Regions from separate parts of the Mus musculus genome. Here regions 2, 3, 4 and 5 are each linked to region 1. A link is a contact called in public HiChIP or PLAC-seq and promoter capture Hi-C data. All regions are on one chromosome and are shown on one strand. The core of a region is the stretch at or near the end of the contact, and the rest is flanking DNA. Distances in the headings are between cores, read along the strand shown. Region 1 holds the start of Cycs (cytochrome c, somatic). Region 2 holds the start of Hoxa4 (homeobox A4). Region 3 overlaps Igf2bp3 (insulin-like growth factor 2 mRNA binding protein 3). Region 4 holds the start of Igf2bp3 (insulin-like growth factor 2 mRNA binding protein 3). Region 5 overlaps Stk31 (serine threonine kinase 31).

What was found. Promoter capture Hi-C pulls out the DNA fragments that hold promoters and counts their contacts. HiChIP or PLAC-seq counts read pairs in DNA pulled down with a chosen protein or histone mark. Capture Hi-C pulls out chosen DNA fragments and counts their contacts.
Region 2: a contact with region 1 is called in a promoter capture Hi-C map of liver, with 2.3 times the contacts expected there. The contact joins the promoter of Hoxa4 here to the promoter of Cycs in region 1. A contact is called at or near these places in 7 of 39 promoter capture datasets (the 3T3-L1 cell line, 3T3-L1-derived adipocytes, hippocampal neurons and 2 more) and 1 of 9 other capture datasets (liver).
Region 3: an H3K27ac HiChIP or PLAC-seq map of the NIH/3T3 cell line shows a contact between it and region 1, with 6 times the contacts expected there. The contact joins the enhancer-like site here to the promoter of Cycs in region 1. A contact is called at or near these places in 7 of 39 promoter capture datasets (the 3T3-L1 cell line, 3T3-L1-derived adipocytes, the C10 cell line and 3 more) and 1 of 115 datasets of contacts at active chromatin or transcription factors (the NIH/3T3 cell line).
Region 4: a promoter capture Hi-C map of pre-B cells shows a contact between it and region 1, with 7 times the contacts expected there. The contact joins the promoter of Igf2bp3 here to the promoter of Cycs in region 1. A contact is called at or near these places in 15 of 39 promoter capture datasets (the 3T3-L1 cell line, 3T3-L1-derived adipocytes, the C10 cell line and 10 more), 1 of 484 Hi-C or Micro-C datasets (erythroblasts), 6 of 115 datasets of contacts at active chromatin or transcription factors (astrocytes, epiblast stem cells, extraembryonic endoderm stem cells and 3 more) and 2 of 9 other capture datasets (adipose tissue and liver).
Region 5: a contact with region 1 is called in an H3K27ac HiChIP or PLAC-seq map of embryonic stem cells, with 4 times the contacts expected there. The contact joins the enhancer-like site here to the promoter of Cycs in region 1. A contact is called at or near these places in 4 of 39 promoter capture datasets (the 3T3-L1 cell line, cranial neural crest, hippocampal neurons and 1 more), 2 of 115 datasets of contacts at active chromatin or transcription factors (embryonic stem cells and stem cell-derived neural progenitor cells) and 1 of 9 other capture datasets (embryonic stem cells).

The regions. Positions count from the first base shown.
Region 1 is chr6:50,565,208-50,568,026 of GRCm38.p6, reverse strand. It overlaps Cycs (cytochrome c, somatic), which reads left to right and starts at 1,458. Exons shown (of 3, transcript NM_007808.5): 1 at 1,458-1,611; 2 at 2,359-2,535; 3 at 2,642-2,819. The coding sequence starts at 2,367. The coding sequence ends at 2,790. 5430402O13Rik (RIKEN cDNA 5430402O13 gene) reads right to left here and starts at 1,384. Exons shown (of 3, transcript NR_027892.1): 1 at 1,005-1,384.
Region 2 is chr6:52,190,371-52,193,189 of GRCm38.p6, reverse strand. It overlaps Hoxa4 (homeobox A4), which reads left to right and starts at 1,487. Exons shown (of 2, transcript NM_008265.4): 1 at 1,487-2,012; 2 at 2,502-2,819. The coding sequence starts at 1,502. All of the region lies in intron 2 of Hoxa3 (homeobox A3), which reads left to right. LOC115490409 (a long non-coding RNA gene) reads right to left here. Exons shown (of 2, transcript NR_168044.1): 2 at 130-665.
Region 3 is chr6:49,095,965-49,098,783 of GRCm38.p6, reverse strand. The region is part of intron 10 of Igf2bp3 (insulin-like growth factor 2 mRNA binding protein 3); the gene reads left to right. It also overlaps a transcript of Malsu1 not described here. Among named protein-coding and RNA genes, the nearest start is that of Malsu1, 24 kb to the right of the region's middle. Within about 2 kb of position 1,468, at least 177 of the 459 cell types and tissues checked have an H3K27ac peak or open chromatin away from gene starts, as enhancers often do. A contact at or near this core is called in 3T3-L1-derived adipocytes and the NIH/3T3 cell line, where this site is marked.
Region 4 is chr6:49,213,547-49,216,365 of GRCm38.p6, reverse strand. Igf2bp3 (insulin-like growth factor 2 mRNA binding protein 3) reads left to right here and starts at 1,412. Exons shown (of 15, transcript NM_023670.3): 1 at 1,412-2,069. The coding sequence starts at 1,895.
Region 5 is chr6:49,411,737-49,414,555 of GRCm38.p6, reverse strand. The region is part of intron 6 of Stk31 (serine threonine kinase 31); the gene reads right to left. Among named protein-coding and RNA genes, the nearest start is that of Stk31, 18 kb to the right of the region's middle. Within about 2 kb of position 1,330, at least 8 of the 459 cell types and tissues checked have an H3K27ac peak or open chromatin away from gene starts, as enhancers often do. A contact at or near this core is called in embryonic stem cells and stem cell-derived epiblast-like cells, where this site is marked.

The DNA of each region.
Region 1 (2,819 bases), core at 209-2,708:
TGCTACATCAGGTCTTTAAAAACTTTAAGAGTTTGATAAATAAGCCTATATACAAATAACTTAAAATAAACCTACATAAGGACTAAGTCTAAATGCTGAACGAGTACCCCCAAAAGCTAGGACAGTTTAATAACAATGAAAATACATCAGACCTCCTTATCTATGGTTCCCATATCCATGTCTTCAGAAATCAGCAGATCACATCACATACTATGTAGTTAGGCTTACAATATTCTCACCAATACAGAATGACTAGCGTTTTTGTCATTTTCCCTAAGTGACACCATACAGCACTGCATTTGGCAGTATAAGTTATAATCTAGAAATTATTTAAATATTGGGGAGATTGTGTAGATTATATACAAATATTACATCATTTCATGTGAAGGACTTAAACACCCATGGAATTCTGTATGGGTTCTGGGGATTGTTCTGGAATCAACTATCCCTGGGAATACCTAACAACTATACTCACACAAACTGACATCTTTGAGCAGATAGGACCAGTGGCTGGAAAGAGATCTATTGAGACTTTAGACCAGCCTTCTAACATCTCATGTTAATCTGATGGCGGAAGGAAAAGTGGTAGAATATAAACAAGCTCAACCAGAATATGTGAGTTCATACTGAGAAGGGCCCGGCACACACCAGGCATCTATAAACACACGATAAACTATGTCAAGGCTAGACAGAACATAGGGAATGGACCGACATTCATCTGAATTTGGGAGAGGGGAGTAATGAAGAAAACGTCCAGTGGCAGAATTTAAAGTGTCTGTGAGTTCGTTTTGAAGTACACCAGGAAAGTATGCTAAGGAGACTTCCATTTCCAATATGGTCAGAAGGGATGCCAAGTCTAGCGGATTCCCGGGAATCCTCTACTCAGGCGAATCCTGCTTCTCCCTTAAAGCTTGCCTGCACACCCTCCTCGTTTTCTACAAACACTAGGGGAAGAAAACAGGGACTCTGGGTAAGATGTGATCCTGTCTGCCACTTGTGCGTACCTTCCCCAGCTTTGAGGCTCTCACTGGGAGAGCAGGAAGATGGTTTAACAGAGTAAAGGTCACCAGCAGGCGTCCACTGCGAGGCCAGTGCAGTTGCGCCAGCCAGGAAGCCTTGACCAAGCCTGGGTAAAGGTCGCCAGCACACCGGCCGGCAGTCTCAGCACTCCCCGTGGGCGGAGGCCGAAGGAGTCCTAGGGCCGGGCGTTACCTGAGCCGAGCCACACCCGGATCCCAAGGGAGCATCGGCCCCGCTACTTGCCCTCGCCATCTCGCAGGCCAGAGGGTGACGTCACGCACGTCCACGCCTTACGTCCTAAGGCCTGTCGTAAGTGTCGGGCAAACGAGGCCTCTGAAGGAAGGGCGCCCTCTGGGCACATCCTACCATGCTAGCTCGCATGCGCGCGCACAAACCTGTCCTGGAGCCAATGAGGTGCGGTTACGTCACGGCGCAGCAGACGGCGCTACCGCACGTCGGGCCGCGGACGGGCGGAACAAGTGTGGTTGCACCGACACCGGTACATAGGCGCGGGCCGGCGTGTCCTTGGGCTAGAGCGCGGGACGTCTGTCTTCGAGTCCGAACGTTCGTGGTGTTGACCAGCCCGGAACGGTGAGCGCGCGACGGGGATGCGGACCGGGAACGGGGCGAGGAGGCCGGGGCAGGCCTAACCTACAAAGCCATGCAGAACTGTGGCACGGCTGGAGGCGGCGTGGGTGTAGGACCGGGGCCCGGAGTTCTAGAAGGAACTCGCCCGCCGCCCCTTCTGAGAGCAGAAGCTGCTGTTCCTTCAGGACTGGGCCAGTTCTTTTCCTGATTAAGCATCTGGGAGGGTGGGTTTGTAAAGTCGTAGTCACCCCTGGGATCTCAACGTGAGAGTGAGACGGTTCCTTCCCCAGTCCTCCCTCGCCTTCCCGTGCCGGACTAAAGCAAGAGAGAAGAGACTTAACCTCCTAATGAGACCGGAGCAGGCGGAAGCACTTAGGATCACCCCCAGCCTCCCTTATCTTTGGAAGTGACTTTAATCGGCAGCACTGACAGCAGTTTAGCATTCTGAAATGTTAAGAGTTGTAGTGGTTTTGCTTTAATGAGTCCGGTTTCATATTTGTGACTTTTTGACCTTGCCTTCTTCGGAAACTGGGGTTTGAGCTGTGGGTTTCCATTTCCCTTGGCATGGACCTGTCTTGAGCACAGACTTGCTTTAAAGGAGAGTCTCCTAGGTGATGTATTTGCTATTGAAGAATATTGCAAGTGGACTGAGTTAGCACCCTGCCTGGTGTTAAGAGGACATAAGAATAGCGGTTTGAATGGTCATTGGGATCCGTAGTACGTTTTACTGTTGGATCTTTTCCCTTTTAGAATTAAAAATGGGTGATGTTGAAAAAGGCAAGAAGATTTTTGTTCAGAAGTGTGCCCAGTGCCACACTGTGGAAAAGGGAGGCAAGCATAAGACTGGACCAAATCTCCACGGTCTGTTCGGGCGGAAGACAGGCCAGGCTGCTGGATTCTCTTACACAGATGCCAACAAGAACAAAGGTAACGGGGGGAGCTGCTGTCAGCCACAGCACAGGTTGCTTGGGTTAACCAGTGCAGAATTACCAGGTGTGTAAAACACTTAACCTCTGCATCTCTTTCTGTTTAGGCATCACCTGGGGAGAGGATACCCTGATGGAGTATTTGGAGAATCCCAAAAAGTACATCCCTGGAACAAAAATGATCTTCGCTGGAATTAAGAAGAAGGGAGAAAGGGCAGACCTAATAGCTTATCTTAAAAAGGCTACTAATGAGTAATTCCACTGCCTTATTTATTACAAAACAAA
Region 2 (2,819 bases), core at 238-2,737, 1.6 Mb before region 1:
GAAACTGCTTTGCATACCCAGAGGAGAGTTATTTTTTAGAATGGCGGTGATAGTTTGCACTGCTTTACCATCATGCAAAGGATCTAGGCGTGTCTGCTATTCAGAAGAAAGAAAGAGCACAATTCCAGGTACGAGTGAGGCATCAGTATTTACTTCAAAGATCAACATTAGGTGGAATTAATAAGTAATTTATTTGTTAATAATAATGGCATAATTAGTTTACCCATCAAATTTCAATTACCAAATGGCAGGCAACAGTCCCTTCTCTCTCCTTTCCAGAGCTACTGATATCGTTAAAATGCTAATTTTTCAGCAATCGCGGGCTGGTCTGTAAATATAGCCCTTGGTTTAGATCCTGCACGAGGAAACAGCATCCAAAAGGAGAAGGGAGGGAAAAGTTAGAAAAGACCGATTGACAATTAGACCAGGCAGGGTCTTATTGTATCTCAAACTTGTTTTTGTTTGGTGATTGTTCTGAAACGCGAAGTTACTGGATTCGAAGCCGGGTTTTGTGCAGGCGTCGTCTCTCTTCCCACTCTGGGGTGGAGGTCTCACAATAGCGCCTAATAAAGGAGGCACATTTAGCTCTCCTCAGCACCTCCATCAACTGCAATATAGGAAGGTTCCAAGTCTTTAAATGAAAAAATAATGTACAAATTCTGCGTCTGAAAGAAAAAAAGTAAAAATAAGTATCCACGAGGTTTTAGTGGATCGCCCTCGCTTGCTGTACTTCCTTGACCCGCTTGTTCAGCGGCCCTTCTACCCATCCTCCCTGTGCAGCTCCAGCCCTGGCTTCGCAAAGCAGGGACTCCCTAACAGCCGGGTGGATGTGTAGGGCGTGGACAAAGAATCAAAGGGCGAGAAAAATGGGTCCGTAGGCCTCCTTCGTTTTATTCCAGAGCTAGGATAAAAAGCCAGGGTCTGCCTCTTGGTCCCAGTGCCCTTCCCTCTCCTGGAGGGCCTCGAACCCTCGGAGGACCACCCGAAGCCTGGTTGGACTGGAGATCGGCGCTGAGTCGTGGCGACCAGCTGCCCAGAGGCCTAGGACAGACGTGGGCAGGAACAGGGCTCGAAAGGACCCGCAGTCTAACAGGCCCCAACTTCTCAGCCGGAACCCAAGTTGGGGGGCCCGAGGAACCCAAGCTCGCTTCTCCCACCCTGAAGGCTAGCAGCATCCATCACGCATCCCCCGCGCGTTTCCTGATCCGGGTCCGCGCGCGCGGATTTCCCATTGGCCGGATCGCAGCACGTGGGGCGCGGGGGCGGGGCGCGCAGGGCCACGGGGAGCGCGCGCGGGCGGGGGAGGAGCGGCGCGGACTTCGGCGGCGGCGACGGCGGGAGGGGGAGGGGCAGTCGTTTGACAGCGGGGGGAGGGGCGGGCGCCGGGGCCGGGGGGGGGGGGGGGGGGGGATGGGAAGCGCGGCGAGAGGGGGAGGGGCCTCGGCGAGCGCAGAAAAACGACACCGCGAGAAAAATTAGTATTTTTGCACTTCACAAATTAATGACCATGAGCTCGTTTTTGATAAACTCCAACTACATCGAGCCCAAGTTCCCTCCTTTCGAGGAGTTCGCCCCGCACGGTGGCCCGGGCGGTGGGGACGGCGCCGTGGGCGGGGGTCCCGGCTACCCGCGGCCCCAGAGCGCCCCGCACCTGCCGGCCCCGAACCCGCACGCGGCCCGCCAGCCCCCCGCTTACTACGCGCCGCGGGCGCGCGAGCCCAGCTACCCCGGGGGCCTGTACCCCGCGCCCGCCGCCGCCTGTCCCTACGCCTGCCGCGGGGCCAGCCCCGCGCGACCCGAGCAGTCCCCGGCCCCCGGCGCGCACCCCAGCCCGGCCCCGCAGCCCCCCGCGCCCCCTCGGCACTGCGCTCCCGGCCCCACCACCCCGGCTGTCGCGACGGGGGGCAGCGCCCCCGCGTGCCCGCTGCTGCTGGCGGACCAGGGCCCGGCGGGCCCGAAGGGCAAGGAGCCGGTGGTGTACCCCTGGATGAAGAAGATCCACGTGAGCGCCGGTATGTGGCGCCGCCGGGAGGGCAGCGGGCGTGGGGGCGCGGGGCAGGGCGCGGGAGGGGACCCCCATCTGGCCGGCGCTTTGGCTGTGGGTGTGTGCGCGCCGCCCGCAGCCTGGTCCTAACGTGAGAACCCTTTTGTACCCAGGGTCCCTTTATCCTGAGATTTACGAGACGCCAAACTGTTAGGGCAGTAATTATAGCCCCCATAAATTTAATTGCCCTGGCAGAGGCTCCCGGCCATGTGTCTTTGAAGCTTTTCTTCAGCCCCAAAGCCCAGCACCATTCTTTATGGCTCTCGGGTGTTTCCCGTTGTCAATAGCCTGTGAAACATTTTCTTTGCCTTTTTATGTATCTTGTGTGAACTTGGTGTCAGGTTATTATATAATGATGATGTCCGATTGCTCTTCCCCACCCTATCTCCTCTCTCCTCCCCTCCTCCTCTTCTACTTCTTCCTCTTTGGCCTTCTCTTTCGGGGTTCTGGTGTTCAGTCAACTCCAGTTATAACGGAGGCGAACCTAAGCGCTCTCGAACCGCCTATACCCGGCAGCAAGTCTTGGAACTGGAGAAGGAATTCCACTTTAACCGCTACCTGACCCGGCGGCGCCGCATCGAGATCGCCCACACGCTCTGCTTGTCGGAGCGCCAGGTCAAGATCTGGTTTCAGAACCGGAGAATGAAGTGGAAGAAAGACCACAAACTTCCCAACACCAAGATGCGATCTTCCAACACTGCCTCGGCCCCTGCCGGCCCGCCTGGGAAAGCACAAACTCACAGCCCACACCCCCATCCCCACCCTCTCCCTGGTG
Region 3 (2,819 bases), core at 219-2,718, 1.5 Mb after region 1:
TCTATTGTATGTTTCTGTGTGTTCATGAGTCTATATGGTATGTGTTTGTGTTTCTTTATATGGTGTATGTGTACATGTAGGCATGCACATGTGTATGGATGTACATGCACTACAGCTCAGGTGTGGAAGTCAGAGTTGGGGGTGCAGTCTTAGACTTCATTCTTGTCCGAGGCAGCTGCCTGCCTCGCCTCGGATCCTCATGCTTATGTGACAAGTACTTTGGGCCACTGAGCCATCTCTGTAGCCCTCCACCTTATTTTTTGGAGTAAATTGGAATAAAGTTTTTTTCACTGAATCTGGTCTCATTGGTCTGGCTCAGCTGTCAGCCAGTAAGCTCCAGGGAGTCCCCTGTGTAGATGATGCTCAGATGTATAGGTGCATGCTGCTGTGCCTGGTTTCTCATAAGTGCTGGCTTCCAAACTCAGGCTTTCATTTATTGACTAACACATCTCCCTAGCCCTGAGAAGTAGATTTTGATGTGTAAACCACCCCCCACCCCCACCCCCACGACTTTTTATGGACTTTTAGAATTGTCTGTCTTCTTTATGTAGATTTATTTACTTCTGCTGTGTGAGAGGAATGGGCTGTCTGTGGATAAACTTCTTGCCCCTGTTCCATTCCAGATCTCTACTCACTCATCCTTCCAAAGTATTCTCTCTCCCAGAACCTGTGAGGTTGATTTCTCCAACCAGCCAAAGTGATGTATCTTTCAAAAGATTTCAGAGAGTCTCTAGTTCTTGCCTGGAACCTAGTTCACTCAGTACTTAATTGGCAAGACCCTCGTTTATAAATGACAGGAAATGCTCCTTTCAGAAATGCCCAAACAGTAGGGAAGTGAGAGTTGCCAGCCAGAGTACTAGCCAAGAGCTGGAGCTGGCAACGTGCATGCTCGGTGTCTTCGCTGGCCATGTTGGCAGCTTGCAGTTGGGTTGGCAGGAATCAACCTGTGGGCTCTTGTCTTCATAAACCTGGTAGCTTCTTTACACTCTTCTCTGAAGGCTCCAAGATAGTAGTTTGGCCTTGAGGTGGAAAGTACAGGGGCAAGAAAGATGAGTGAGCATTCTTTGTAGGTCACCAGAGGCACTCTAAGAACCAGACCAAGTTCCTGTCTCCTTCTAAAGCCAGGTAGGATCTCGTAGTCCTTAAGATTTTTCACTGTGGGTGCAGTAAACATTTCTAGGCAAGTAAACCACTGCATCATACTTGGTTATGGGGGAAAACTTCCTTTTTCTTTCTTTCTTAAGCTTTAGTATTCTGTTGAGGTCATAGAGTTGAGTAAACTTCATTTTAGTTCCAGACCCAAATCTAGTTAAAAACAACTCCTCCCTCCCCCAAGTACCTATCTTAGAGGCCAAAGGAAAACAATGGCACCCTGCCAGGTTCCTGGTGGCTGATCTCTTGGCTGCCAGGCACGTCTCCATGCCTTTGTGATGCCCGAGTTTGTGTTGCCTGCAGAGTAAATACACTTAACCTCACTGTTTGCTGCTGCGTGTATCTTCTCGATAGCGGGTGATTAGGAATTATTCACTGGCAGACTTCACCAGTTACGCAAATGCTCAGCCTCACAGCTCTGCTCTCGTTATTTCAAGACACAGAGCAGCGCTTGCCAAGAGTCCGAAGGAAGCTTTGCCACAGGCATCTGGCAGCAATCCACTGGGAAGTAGCTTGCGTCCCGTGGCTGTCTTTCATCCTCAAAGAGTCTATGCAGGAATGGGTTTCCTGTGTGTCCAGGGCAGTGAACCCAAGGAGTGAGTGTGTCAGAGAGTGTGTGTAGGAACAGGTCTCCTGTGTATTCAGGGCGGAGAACTTGTACCCAAGGAGTGAGTGTGTCAGCAAGTGTGTGTAGGAACGGGTCTCATGTGTGTTCAGGGCGGAGAACTTGTACCCAAGGAGTGAGTGTGTCAAAAGGACGATGTTGAGGGGCTTTTCTTCTGTCTGCTTAGGTCTGTCCATCAAGACGAAATGGTGTGCTTATCTGGGGTAGATCCTGAAAACAGCTTCTCAATGCTGGATTCCGTGTGAGAACACACTGTACAGACAGTCAAGTGGATAGATGTTTCCACGAGCTGCCTGTGCCTCAGAGGAAAATTCCCTTGTGAAATAATTTATGGCCAGTGAGATGGCTGGGGGAACAGAACTGAAGCCAGGGGAGATGGGTGATATTCAGAAACGCCCTCTTCCAGCTTCAGATGGCCGATGAGTCACTGAAGACATGTTGCCAATAGCGCACATGACTTACTGTTTGTCTGGGGCACCATCTCCTGTATGAAAAGCACAGTTACTTCAGATTTGGATTGCTCTATTGGGCAGGCCCTCGTGCCTTCAGAGCAGCAGCTTCTGTCACGCTCAGGCCAGCAGAGACTCCTCACATTGCACTTTGTTGCTGTTGTGATATTGTACTCTGGTCATTTCAGCTGTTCCTTTCCCAGAGCTAATTCAAGAGACAGTTCTGAAATTCTCACCAAGTCATTCATGTTTAAAATTCAGCCACACCATACCCTGCTTCTTTCTTCTTTGAGACAGGGTTTCTCTATGAAGCCCTGGCTCTGCTGGAACTAGCTCTGTATACTAGGTTGTCCTTGAATTCAGAGATCCAATGCCCCATCTTTAAATTTCTTACTGTAAATAGCTCCTTCCATCTCTAGAGATGTGAACCTATAACATCTTCTTTAAAGCACAAATTTGTTTTATTGCTTATTGGTGATTTACCTTTTTCCCACCATTGTATTTTTATTTCAGAATTGTTGGTGGTGTCTATGTGTATGGGTGGTTTGCTTGCATGTATGTCTGTGCAGCACATATGCACAGTGCTTACAGAG
Region 4 (2,819 bases), core at 163-2,662, 1.4 Mb after region 1:
CCTTTTAAAGACAAAATGCAAATACTCTAGATCTTTCAATAATTTCACGTTTTAAAAACAAGCTGCTACTTGTTTTTCTGTCAGAGATAAAGTATTATTAAGTTTTTTTTTTGAAAGAGAACACCATATCAAATTATCAATTGCTGAAGGCGTTTGTAGTATGAAGCACATATTTTCTCTATTCACATTTTTCAACTTGCGAGAGTAGCAAAACATTAGATTTCTGCCTGTATTTTCAGGCTATATAGAGCTTAATTTCAGTCATCCAAACCCGGCAATTTCTCTTTTCCATAAAATGCCTGTTAAAAATATATCACAAGTTATCTTTGAAGCCTTTGAGTAGAGCACACAACCATTAAGCCACAGTTGAAGGTTTTCACAAGGACAGGGGTACTGCCCTTTTTTCCCTATTCCTGTTCTCCGGCTCACATTTAGTAGGATCAGGAAGGCTCCACCGGGCCCAGACCCAACCCCCCAACCACCATTGTGCTCGTTACCTACAGGGAAAATTATGAATGGCTCTCACAGTCAAAGGAAGGCGGAAAGAGCCGAGGAATAGTTTCCCAGCGCGGCCGCCACCTTAGGCTGACGCTGAACAGGGTTCCCTTAGAGTCCCAAGTTCTTTAACAAAAATTATTTAAATAAAAGTATCAGTCCTCCCCCACACCCAGCCCTCCCCCTTCGAAAAACCACAGGAAGCGAGGGTTTCCCTTTAAGTACCGACTTTTCCCACTCGGCCACCCCCAGCCCCACAGCCTCCGCCCCGCGCCCCTCCCCCACGCGGCCAGCCCGCCCCCGGCCTCATTTATCCAGAGTCTTCTCGTAGCCGAGCAGCCAATGAACGGCGAGGCGGAGAGCCACCCGGAGCGCAGGCGGAGGAGGTGTCGCGTAGACACCCGCCCAGGACGTCGGCTCCCCTCCCCCACGCCGGCCCGGGCCGCCCCGCTTGCTCGGTCCCCGGGGCCCTCGAGGGGAGCGGCGCTCTGCCCCCGGGTTCTACTTTCCCCGGTCATCAGAGCCACCGACTGAGTTCGAGATTGTCATTCAGATTTCGTTGTTAAGTGACCCATTTTTTAAAAATCGAATGGTTACAAACTACGGTAACTGCAACCGCGGGACCCCCTAACCGCTTCCTCATCTTAAGGAAAAAGGATCGTTCGTCTGACCCTCCCGAGGCTCGGACCCTTTGGAAACTCGCCGTGCCCATCGCGCCTGGCGCCGGCTGCAGCGGCTGGACGCTCTCCACCCCCTCCCCGGCTCCGGCTCCGGCTCCAGCTCGGGGTCCCTCCTCGCCCAATCTCGCTTCCCCTCCCCCTCTCGCTTTTTTTTTTTTTTTTTTTTTTTCTCTTTCCTCCGAAACCCACTCTAATTGAGGCGCTGGGATTCCTCACGTGAGACGTTGATTTGTAGTTTGAACACGTGGCTCATTCAAAAAGCCGGACACTCGGAGCGGCTGCCCCCGCCCCGCTCCCCTCGCCGCTGCCAGTCACCCCTCGGGGTTTTTTTTTTTTACGGGGAGGCGGCGCCTGCCCCACGTAGTGTGATATTTTCACAGCCCGCTGGCCGCTGCCAAAGGGGTTGGGGAGGAAGAGACAAAAAGTAGTTTCCCCCCGCGCCTCCTCCTTTCTCTCGCTAATCCCGCCTCCTCCCCAGAGTTAGGAAGACTCGACGCTGGGCTCGTCGCTAGGCTTTTTCTTTCTCTCTTTTTTTTAATACCCAGAAGAGGAAAAAGGACCCTGGGATCTGGTTTTCGCCCGCCGCTCCCGTGCTTGGGTCACTGTGTGGGTTTGAAAGCCAAGAGGAGAGGAACAAAATCCACCGGCTCCATCCTCCGCCGTGGGTGCTTTTTTTAATTTAGCATTTTCCTCGGGTTTTAAAACGACCCCTTTTCACAATGAACAAATTGTACATCGGGAACCTCAGCGACCACGCCGGCCCCGCGGACCTGGAAAGTGTCTTCAAGGACGCTAAGATCCCGGTGGCGGGCCCCTTCCTGGTGAAGACGGGCTACGCGTTCGTGGACTGCCCGGACGAGGGCTGGGCCCTCAAGGCCATCGAGGCGCTTTCAGGTGGGGCCCGCGCGCGTGGTCGGGGCCTCCCCGTCTCCGCAGCTGCCATCCGGGACCCCGCTTGCGGGGCGGGTGGGGGTGGGGAGGGGGACGCGCTGTCAGTCGCGGGGCGCGGCGCGGCGCGTGCTGCAGGCCGGGCCAGGCGGGCCTTGGGGCCCAGCGTGGACGCCCGCCGGGCCCTCTGTCTGGTCGCTGTCCCCCAGCCGTAGAGAACAGAAAGTGGCCTGAGCCTACGCCCGGGGGGAGGCCGCGTCCAGGCGGTCCCGCTCCACGCCGCCGCGTCCACCTCGCGGGGTCGTTAGAGCGAAAGGGGCAGGTGGGCGGCGGCGGCCGGCTGTTGCCAGAACGGCAGCCCTGCCACGCGCGGCGCCGCAGTCCCGGCCCGTGCGCGCAGCCGCGGCCCGGGTGTCTGAGTGCGCTCTGCCTGGATGCCCGAGGGGAGAGCAGCTGTCCGTGCCTTTCGGTTTCCACCGTCCCCAGCTGGACTCGAGGCCGGCGCCTTGATGGGTCAGCGCGCGTGGACCAGCACCCCGGCCGCCCAATCTCCTCCTGGCACCCTGGCTCTTTAATCCCATCGCCCAGTGCTCCAGGCCAACCTGGATGTGGACCAGAAAGAAGGCCGCGCGCCCCCATGGCAGGCTGTTTGTTGGGGGTGTGTCTCTTGCAGACCTTGGGGTGCGGGGTGGCCCTTGGAGGGGGTCAGGAGGCGAAAATTGCAACCCAAGTGGTGAGCCTGACTCTTGCTCTCCC
Region 5 (2,819 bases), core at 81-2,580, 1.2 Mb after region 1:
ATAAGAAGATAAGACTTTGAATCCTTCAGTGTATATTGTTTCTTAAATGGAATATATTACTTCAACTCTTTCCTCTCACACAATGAGCTTTAAAGTTCTGGAGAGTAGCTGATGAGCCAGAAAATATTCAAAGGCAATATCTTTTTAATATTTAGGGTCTTAGTTATCCTAGAAAGATTGTGGTACAGAAAATTTAAGAAAGAAAAGATGATTTGCTTACTTCAAATTATTTTCAAAAGCTTCCAGGAGATGTTAATTGGCTAAGACCTTACCTTAATGCCTTAAGGTGACTTAAGCCTTTGTTGGATGTTATCAACGGAGAGGCAAATTAACTGGTGAGAAACAAAAGGCTTTGCAGAAAGTAGAGGAAGCTTTTATAATTAATTGTTATCAATTTTAATCAATGGTAATCAAATATTAGCTGCTTATTTTAGTTATTGTTACTCAGTGTGCCCACAGCAATTCTTTGGCAAAAGAGAACATTAATGTAAAATCATCTTTCTTCATCTCCAAGTAAAGTTTTAACATCCTATTATGACATTGCTGTGGTGCTAATAAAGAATTGTAAGATAAAATCATGAAGGAATTTTAGAAAAACAACAACAACAACAACAAAAATGTGTCTTAAAAACCTGACGAGGCATCTGTTCTTTGTTCCAAACAGCAATTAAATTGGTTATTGCAGAATATTGATATTTGGCCTACTGCATAGACTTTCTAGGTAAAACTGATAATTATTATCCAAAAGATAAGTTGTTAAAGATTGCTTCTATGCATGCTTTTGTATTTTCTGTAAATTTATGCATGCATGCATCCCATAAAGACTACATCTACTGTATTTAAAAACAGCCCTTCTATGGGAGAAAAGTATATGTGATTGGATCACATGTTTATTCTTTTGAGTTTCCTCCTGCTTCAGCACAGATAATTAAATTGTGTGCTGTAGCCAGTGTTTTAAAATGTTGAAAAATCAAGCTTTAATTTATATACTAATAGTCTATATATACATATGTACATAACAACACCACAGAGCTGTGTTTGTGCAAATAAACACAAACAAGCTGCACATGCTCCCGAGGATGGATAAGAATAAGTTATTTGAAGACCACAATCCTAAGACATGCGTGGCCGCCAGCCACCATAATTCCCAGGCAGGACCATGGAGCATAAGTAAATTTTAAGTCCCAGTACAGCTAATTTTTATTATATAATTAGGGAGGAATTGTAGCCTCCCCCAGCCTTGAGCAGGCTGGCTCAGACCTGTTCCTCCTCTATGAACAAGACCACCTAGGGTGGAGTCTTCCAACCTAGATAGGTCTATTGTTCTGCCACCTCTGCCATTTTCTCCAAGATGCAGCTACCTGCTGAGATGCTGAACCTGTTCTCCTGACTCTATCCAGATGAAAGGAGATCCTGGTGTGATGGGGGATGGGATGGGTTCCCCCCACCCCACCCCCCACTTTATAAGCTCAGACTCTTAAGTAAATTTTGGGCTTTGATCAGTATCTTTGTCTTGGTCTCGTTATTTCTCTCACCATTTTCTCCCATGCAGCCCCAGCCTCCCTTTCAGGAACCCGGTTCAAGTAGCCTACAGTTATCTCTATCCAAAGTCTCCATAAATATCAAAAACTGGAAGTTCGTAGAGAAGAGGAAGGTACTATTAAGGGAACTAAGAATAGGGAGGCTATATTTGAACCCCAGTTCACTGGCCCAGATAGAACTCTGTTCACAGAGAAGTTAAGCAAAGGGACCTCAAGGCTAGTATCAAGCTTTAGTGTCTTTGCTGAGTCCTTTGGTGTAGCAAGATCTTTATAAAGTAAGAAAGGCTATGGCAGATGTCAGTAACTTAGACCAACATGTAAAGAGTATCTGAAAAATAAAAGAAGCTAAAGGAGAAATATTCTTTTAAGGTTAAGCAGAAAAAGAGGCCTGTCTAGGTTCTTCTAGGTGAAGTAGTATTTATGTTGAGCTAGGGTTGCTAAGGAAAAATCTGATAGAAAGGCATTGTGTGCTAAGGAGCATCTGCCTAAGGAGAAGACATCCTTGACAGAATACAGATGAAGCACACAAGCCTGTCCCAGGAGTGGGTGATCCCCCAGACCAAGGAGGGGACACAGCAAAAGATAAAGCTGGGGTGTAGACTGTTCGCCCAGCTAGAACTGCCCCGACAGCCAGGGATGGTGAATGGGAGGCTGGAGGCATGTGCCAACCCAGGGTCACTCTGACCTAGTGAGCCAGAGGTGCAGCGGGAAAGCAGGGCCACATTTACCTTTGGCCTTGAGTATGTCTGAGCCGACTAAGTCAAATCCACTGAGTTGATCAGGTGTGGAGAAATGAGGGAGGCTCCCAGAACAGGCTCCAGGTCATGTAAACATAATAGTTCAGAGAGAATCGCCAAGGATTACAGAGAACAAATTAAGTTAGCACCTCCTATCTATGCTTTGTACCTGACCTTGATCTTTGGAGGAAGCAAATTGATGGAACCTTTCCATGCTGTATTAGACCTTGCTCATTTCAACCTTAGTTATCATCTTAGTTGTGAACTTCTAGGCTCACCTGACACTTGCTGAGGATGGATGACAACTGACTTTCAGGTGTTTCACCAAGGTTATCTTTGGAACCCACTGATCTGTTATGAGATAGTAGTTCCGGAAGTTGCCTTGTCCTGCCCATTCACTGGAAAAGGTTTTGTTACATAGATAACATAATGCTTACCTGTATTTTGCAAATTTGTAAAGTCACTGGAGAAACAATCAGATATAGTATACTTCTACCTACCTTACAACCCTACTGGGGTGGGTTAATTAAAAAAAAAAAAT